Linked DNA regions of Mus musculus: region 2 is linked to region 1. Evidence: chromatin contacts called from public HiChIP or PLAC-seq data. All regions are on one chromosome and are shown on one strand. Each heading gives the region's core, a stretch centred on a gene start, on an enhancer-like site or on the middle of the called end of the contact. The rest is flanking DNA. Distances are from core to core; before and after follow the strand shown. Region 1 holds the start of Mpp3 (membrane protein, palmitoylated 3 (MAGUK p55 subfamily member 3)). Region 2 holds the start of Rundc3a (RUN domain containing 3A).

The links. HiChIP or PLAC-seq counts read pairs in DNA pulled down with a chosen protein or histone mark.
Region 2: a FOXA1 HiChIP or PLAC-seq map of pancreatic cancer cells shows a contact between it and region 1. The contact joins the promoter of Rundc3a here to the promoter of Mpp3 in region 1. A contact is called at or near these places in 1 of 39 promoter capture datasets (cranial neural crest) and 1 of 115 datasets of contacts at active chromatin or transcription factors (pancreatic cancer cells).

What each region holds. Positions count from the first base shown.
Region 1 is chr11:102,025,010-102,028,255 of GRCm38.p6, forward strand. Mpp3 (membrane protein, palmitoylated 3 (MAGUK p55 subfamily member 3)) reads right to left here and starts at 1,946. Exons shown (of 19, transcript NM_007863.2): 1 at 1,858-1,946; 2 at 723-847; 3 at 372-490; 4 at 68-145. The coding sequence starts at 747.
Region 2 is chr11:102,391,736-102,394,785 of GRCm38.p6, forward strand. Rundc3a (RUN domain containing 3A) reads left to right here and starts at 1,668. Exons shown (of 11, transcript NM_016759.5): 1 at 1,668-2,047. The coding sequence starts at 1,941.

The sequences.
Region 1 (3,246 bases), core at 696-3,195:
TTAGAGCCTTTTCTGGGCTTCGGGTTGTGCGCCACCTTAAGCCAAAACATTAAAATCTGGGACTTACATCCTCAGCAAGGGCCATGGCGCTGTGGAGGACTGGGGTTGGACTCTGCCTCTCATAATAGCGGAGTTTCTCATGAATCTGCAAAGACATTTGATTTCTGCTTTTACCCTAAATACCATACACAGCACCCAGGGTTGTGGTGACACCTAGGGCCACAGGCTGGGTCCCCTCCATAGCAGCATATTTGGAAAGCCCTGACTAATGAGTTAGAAACCTTCCAGGGGCAGGGGAGTGGCTGAGATGGCACAGAAAGAGCCTCCCTTAGGGATGGGGGTGGGGGGTGGCTGAGCCAGCGGGGGTTCACCTTCATTAAATAACTGAGGCTCTTCTCACTGAAGACATCTCTCAGGAAGCCCATCTCCTCCCTGTGGTTGGAGTCAGGCCTGAGCTGAGAGGTGAGCAGTGCCAGGGTCTCATGCAAACCTGAGGAAGAGCCAGAGAAACAAGGTCCAGTAACAGTGGCACTTCCTGTCCTTGAAAAGTCTCGCAGACAACACTCCCATCCTGCCTTGACACCGTTCACCCTGCAGGCTCAGGCCTGCCGGGCAACAGATCGGTCAGAGGCAGCTGCTACAGCACTGGTCCTGCTTATGGTTTGGTTTTCTCCAATCCTGGGAGGCCCCCCGAAGCTGCAGCCCAGGTTAAGGACACTCACCCGAGTCTTCAGACAGTACTGGCATGCCTGTGCCCAGCAGGTCCCCAGCTGTCCCTACAGTTTGTGTGGGTGGGAGAGGAATCTCTCAGTAATGAACACACATCACCAGGATCTGCTTATGACCTCTGTGAGGACAGAAGAAATAAGATGGGGGGTGGGGGGGAGAAACAGTCACTTTTTGGGGAGGAGGTTGGGCAGGGAGCAAGACTTCTTGGGCGCCCCCAATACACTAAAGATGCTGCTCTTTTCTGACTATGCAGAAAGCCTTAAAGGATGAACACCAATGCACCCATTTTACTGATTAGGAAACAGAGACTGGGCATCCCTAAATAACTTTTGAACCAGAATAGGTACTCAGATCACTTCTTCCAGACTGACCTTGGCCTAAAGTCCCCCTGCTTGTGCGGTATGCTCTCGACCACAAGCTCTGTCCTCTCTATTGCTGGTACCTTCCAAGAGTGCTTGCTCAAGTCTCAATATCCCTTCAACAAGTACCTGGTTAAGGCCTGCAAGAGCTCCCACCGCCGACCCCACCTCCAGCCCCCAACCCAAAGAGAGCCTCCAGTCTGAAGACAGAAGAAGTGAGAGCGGAGTTTCTGTTCTACCGGAAGCAGGTACCCTATCTCAAGAGCTCCCCTCCCCAGGTGCTCTGTAGCACGTGGACCTCAAAAAAGTCCTCCTTCAGAGAGGGACAAGGACTCATGATTCATTCATTCGACAGACATGGAGCCAGCCCGCTGCGTGGAGCACCAGTCACATCGAAGGCAGAAGAATGGTACCCGACCCCCGCCCCCACGCCGGGCTCACCCCTCGGCGGCTTCCAGCTGCGGCCCCCGACTGCCCCCGACTTCCCCACACAAACACACACTCCCGGCTCCAGCCGGTTTCCCAGAGGAGCTGGGGGGGGGGGAGCAAACCCCCGAGGTGGGGGGAGATGGGATGCAGAGCGGCGGGAATGAGCGGGGCGCACGGGATGCGCGGACGCCGAGCAGTGAAGGGGACCGCGGGCTGGGAACGGAGCCCCGCCGGGGAGGGTGGGCCGCAAGGCAGTGGTGCACCCGAGGGGCGGGTCTCCGCTCCCCCTCCCCTCCCCGCCGCGCACCAGGTCCCTTGTGTGCCACGCGCTGCTTCTTACCTCGTCGCGCCAGGATCTGGGATCGGTGACCCGGAGCCGCGCGGGAGCCACCAGCCTCCGCTGCTACTGGCTCCGCCTCCGCCGGCCCCTCCCTGTCGCGGCGCGCGGGGTCGGGGCAGCGCGCACGGGCGGGGGCGCAGCGCGGGCCCGGAGGGGTGGAGCGCGGCCCCGCAGGCCCCCCTCGCAGGCCCCGCCCAGCGCCCCCGGCTCCCGGTGGACACCTGCTCCGCCGAGAATCCGATTTTGCAAACATTGATTGAGAGCCCCGCAAGTGCCAGGCACTGTGCCAGGGGCTGGAGCTTCAAAGCCAAACGAGGAAGAGAGGCTGTGCTGGGTCATTAGCAAGCCGAGCAGGGGGCGGGGGGCGGGGGAGGGGGGCGGGAGAGGGGTGTGCAGCGGGCAGCAGCCCGGCCAACCCGTGGCAACAATGCTACGTGCTGCGAAAGATTTATCGGTGCACGCTGCCCTGGGGACGGGGAGGCGCGAGGGAGGAGAAGTACGCCTGGGAAGAAGGCAGCTGGATGCTGCCTGCCTGGGTGGGAGGAGGTAGGGCTGAATAAGAGAAAAAAAAGAAAAAAGAAAGAAAGAAAGAAAAAAAAAAGAAAAGAAAAAAGACTCTAGTGTCCCAGGCTTTACTGGGGCGGGGGCTGGGGGAGGAGGTGCGGTGGCTCCGAAATAGCTGGTTTCTATTGTGCTCCCTCTATCCCCATATACTCCTAGGATTACCGATTATTAGCCTCAGATAGAGAGCCAAAATTATTTCCTCGCTTCAGTTAAAGAAACTGATGTGTATGCAGGAAGCAGTAGAAAGGTACCACTGTGTGAGTGAGCAGTGGTGTGGTGTAGGGGTCTTAGAGGATGAGACGTGGTCTGGTGGGTGTGTCCCCTCCCTTCAAATAACAGCATCAAAGAACAGCGCATTCTAAGCCGGTTAGGAGGCACATGTCCCAGAGAGGTAGGCAGTCGACAGTCTTTGCAGCTTGCAGTGAACAGGCAGGCTGTAAGAGGGCAGCAAATGTCACCAAGAAATTTCCCTTCGTCCCTCAAGCTGCTCCAAATTGTGTCTATGAGTCACCTGAGGCTTGTGGGGCAAGTAGTATCAGTCTACATTTATGACAGGCCCCAGTGACGTGATATGGGTAGACAGACAGCAGGCCCCATTTAGAGCAGAGAAAAACTAAGAAATGGTCTTGGTTAGGTTTTCTACTGCTGCGTTGAAACACCATGACCAAAAGGCAAGTTGGGGAGGGAAGGGTTTACCTGGTTTACACTTCCATCACAGGAGGAAGTCAGGACAGGAACTCAAGCAGGGATAGAACCTGGAGGCAGGAGATGATGCAGAGGCCATGGAGGGGTGCTGCTTATTGGCTTGTTTCCCGTGGCTTTCTC
Region 2 (3,050 bases), core at 418-2,917, 370 kb after region 1:
AGGCCCTGTGTTCAAACCACAGCACAAAGAATGCCTTACTAGAAATCATTATCAAAATCTCCAACAGACATGAACCAGACACATAGGCCAATGGGGTAGATAGAATAGAGAGCTTGGCTACACTCTTATGTATATGGTCAAATAATTTTGTGTGTGTATGAATGGGGAGAAAGATAGTACCTGATACTATATCCCAAACTCACTTAATGTGGCCCACAGATCTACAAGCAAGCCTTTACAAGTCAAAGAAAACAGGGCATCTGGGATGGCTGTCCAGTGGCAGTGCACTTGCCTACAACCCACAGGTCCTGGGCTCAATTCTCAACACTGAAAACAGAAAAAGAAGTCAGGCACGGCAGAGACACTAGGATCCAGAGTTTAAGATTATCCTTGGCTTCAGATCAAGTTCCAGTCCAGCCTCCCAAAAGACTATCTCAAAACGTACAAAGGAGCTGGGCATGGTAGGGCATTCCAATTCTCAGAAGGCAGAGGCAGGAGGATCTCAGTGAATCTGAGAACACTCTGGTCTGACAAATGGAATTCCAAGCTAGCCAGAGCTATATAGTGAGATCCTGTCTCAAAATAAAACAAACCAACAAAACCAACAAAACACAAAAACATACAAAGGCAGTGATTTCTAGGACTTGACACCAAAGATACAGACAACAAAGGCCAGGTTGGACACTTCATGGAAATTCAAGTTTTTTGAGTATCAAATGACAGTATCAATTTTAAAAGACAACCCATAGAATGTGAGAAAATAATGCAAATCAGATCTGATAAGTCATTGATATCCATAATGTATAGCCTTACATTCCACATTAAAAGGAATGACCCAATCGAATTCGGGCAATGTTCAAATCCTGGAAGTGGTTTACCAGGAATGGAGCGGGCAAGCAGAGACGTGAAGAGCAACCTGGAATCCAAAGATAGCACAGAAGCCAAAACAAACTATGCCTTCAAGTCCTGCCCAGCTAAAAGCGAAACCATTTTTGACCGGCCCCCTATCAATGTAGGCTGCCAAAGAGTTAATCCTTAAATCTACTGGTCGGTGGGGTGGCTACTGCTAAGAACCCCATGAAGTCCAGGACGCCAGACTGTTGGTAACCCCAAATCCCTATCCTGAGTGGTTCCAAGCTCTGGACTAAATGGTTTCGCTGAGTTCCCATCCTCCACCTGTAGAGAGACTGGCTTGCTTGGCTAGCGCAGATAAATACAACCCGCAGAGACTGACAGAAGAGGCAGCTTCTGTGGCAGCCTTTAGTTTCAGAAGGGTTAGCACCTTAAGGCCACCTGCAGTCTCTGGAAGTGGCCTGGGCCGGGCTGACAAGCCTGGGATGAGTGGATGGGGGGCAGGGCTGGCATAAGGATGCAGGAGGTAAGGGTCTCCATTCTTTAGGGTACAATGAGAAATCTGAGACAGATAGCACCGACTTCAGGCCAGAAACAAGGGAAAGAAGCGTCAAAGCTGAGACACCAGACGAGGATCCCCAGCCTTGAGTGTGGGGGTGGAGAAAGGGCCCTTCTCTACACAGTCTCCGTTGTTTCTCCGGGGGACCCCCTCCGCTCTCTCAAGGGCCTCGGTCCTTCCCCTCCCCCAAAACTCTGCGCCCTTTGCGGATTGGTCCCGGGCTGCCGGAGGCGGGGCTTATGGCCCTGACGTCACCGGCCGAGGAGGGGGGACGGGCGACTGGGGGAGGGGGTGACGAGCTCCGGCTCAGCACCTCGGAGAGCTCCCTCCCCGGCCTTGTTTTGCTCCGGAATCGCTGCCGGGGGAGGGAGCAAAGGGGCCGGCCTTAGGCGTCGAGGCCGAGGGATGGCAGTGAAGAAGACGAAGGGCCCCCGGGGGCAGACGGCCCAGCCGTGATCCTGCGAGGCGGGCCGGGGCGCCGGGTGGGGTGGGGGGCAGCGGGCGGCGACAGCAGTGGCCGCACATCTGGATGGAAGCGAGCTTTGTCCAGACCACCATGGCTCTGGGGCTGCCCTCCAAGAAAGCATCTTCCCGCAACGTGATCGTGGAGCGCAGGAACCTGATCACCGTGTGCAGGTGGGCGCCGCTGGCGGTCGGGGTGGGGTGATGAGAGAGGTTGAAGCAGGCTGAGAAATCTAAGGGTTGAGCATGCCCATGAGGATGCTCTGCAGACACTGAGAAAAGGCAGGGCAGGGAGGACCGCGCTCTCTATCCTTCCTAGGCCCGGAACCGGGAGGCGGGCTGGAATGTCTGGTCCTTATTCTTGGCTAAGCCAGGCCTATGCCCAGACTGGGGTTTGGGGGATGAAGAGAGTTTAATTGGCACTGCAGTTTCCTGTGAGAACCAGGAAGTGACATTGTGTATGAGAGGGGGGAGGAGGGAGGATGGCTGGCTCTCTTCCTGGCAGTGGGGGCAGGGTGGGCAAAGGGAGCTCAATGGGGTTGGGGGTGAATGTCCTCCAAGTCCCCTCTGCCACCCCTGCCTGCTTAGCGTCTTGGAGTGGAGCTTTCCTAAGAGACTTTACTATGCTCAACCCTTCATAAAGCAATGATGGTGTTTCTAGGTAGCAGCAGCCTGTGGCTGGACCAATTGTGCACAAAGGCCCTGAACCCATCCAATGAAGGTCGAGAGCACTACCCCGCTGTAGGGAGCACCCAAGGCCTAATTGCAGAAACTGGGGCCCCAAGTAAAGACTGGGAGCCCAGATCCCTAAATCCCTGAGGGTGGGGCAGTTGCAGGGCTAGGAAAATTCTCCTCTTTCTTGGACACCGGAAAGTAATCCTTCCCACTTCAAGGCTGCAGTGACTCACCCTGCCTGCCCTGCCCTGAGGCCAGAAAGCCACCAGCTGTGCAGGCTCTCTCCCAAGCCCCCACCTGTCCTTGCCACTCCCTCTGGGATCTCCATGCCAGCTGCCTTCTCCACCTGCAGCCTCCATGTCCAATGGGGTGCTTCGTCTTGGCTCTTAGTGCTCCTGGGTGTGGGACCGAGTTGTCCTTTCTTGCCAGTCCCACTTGCGTGAACATAAACCACAGCCCTGTTCCTTCTTCCCGAAATCATGCCCACCTGATGCCCAGTCTC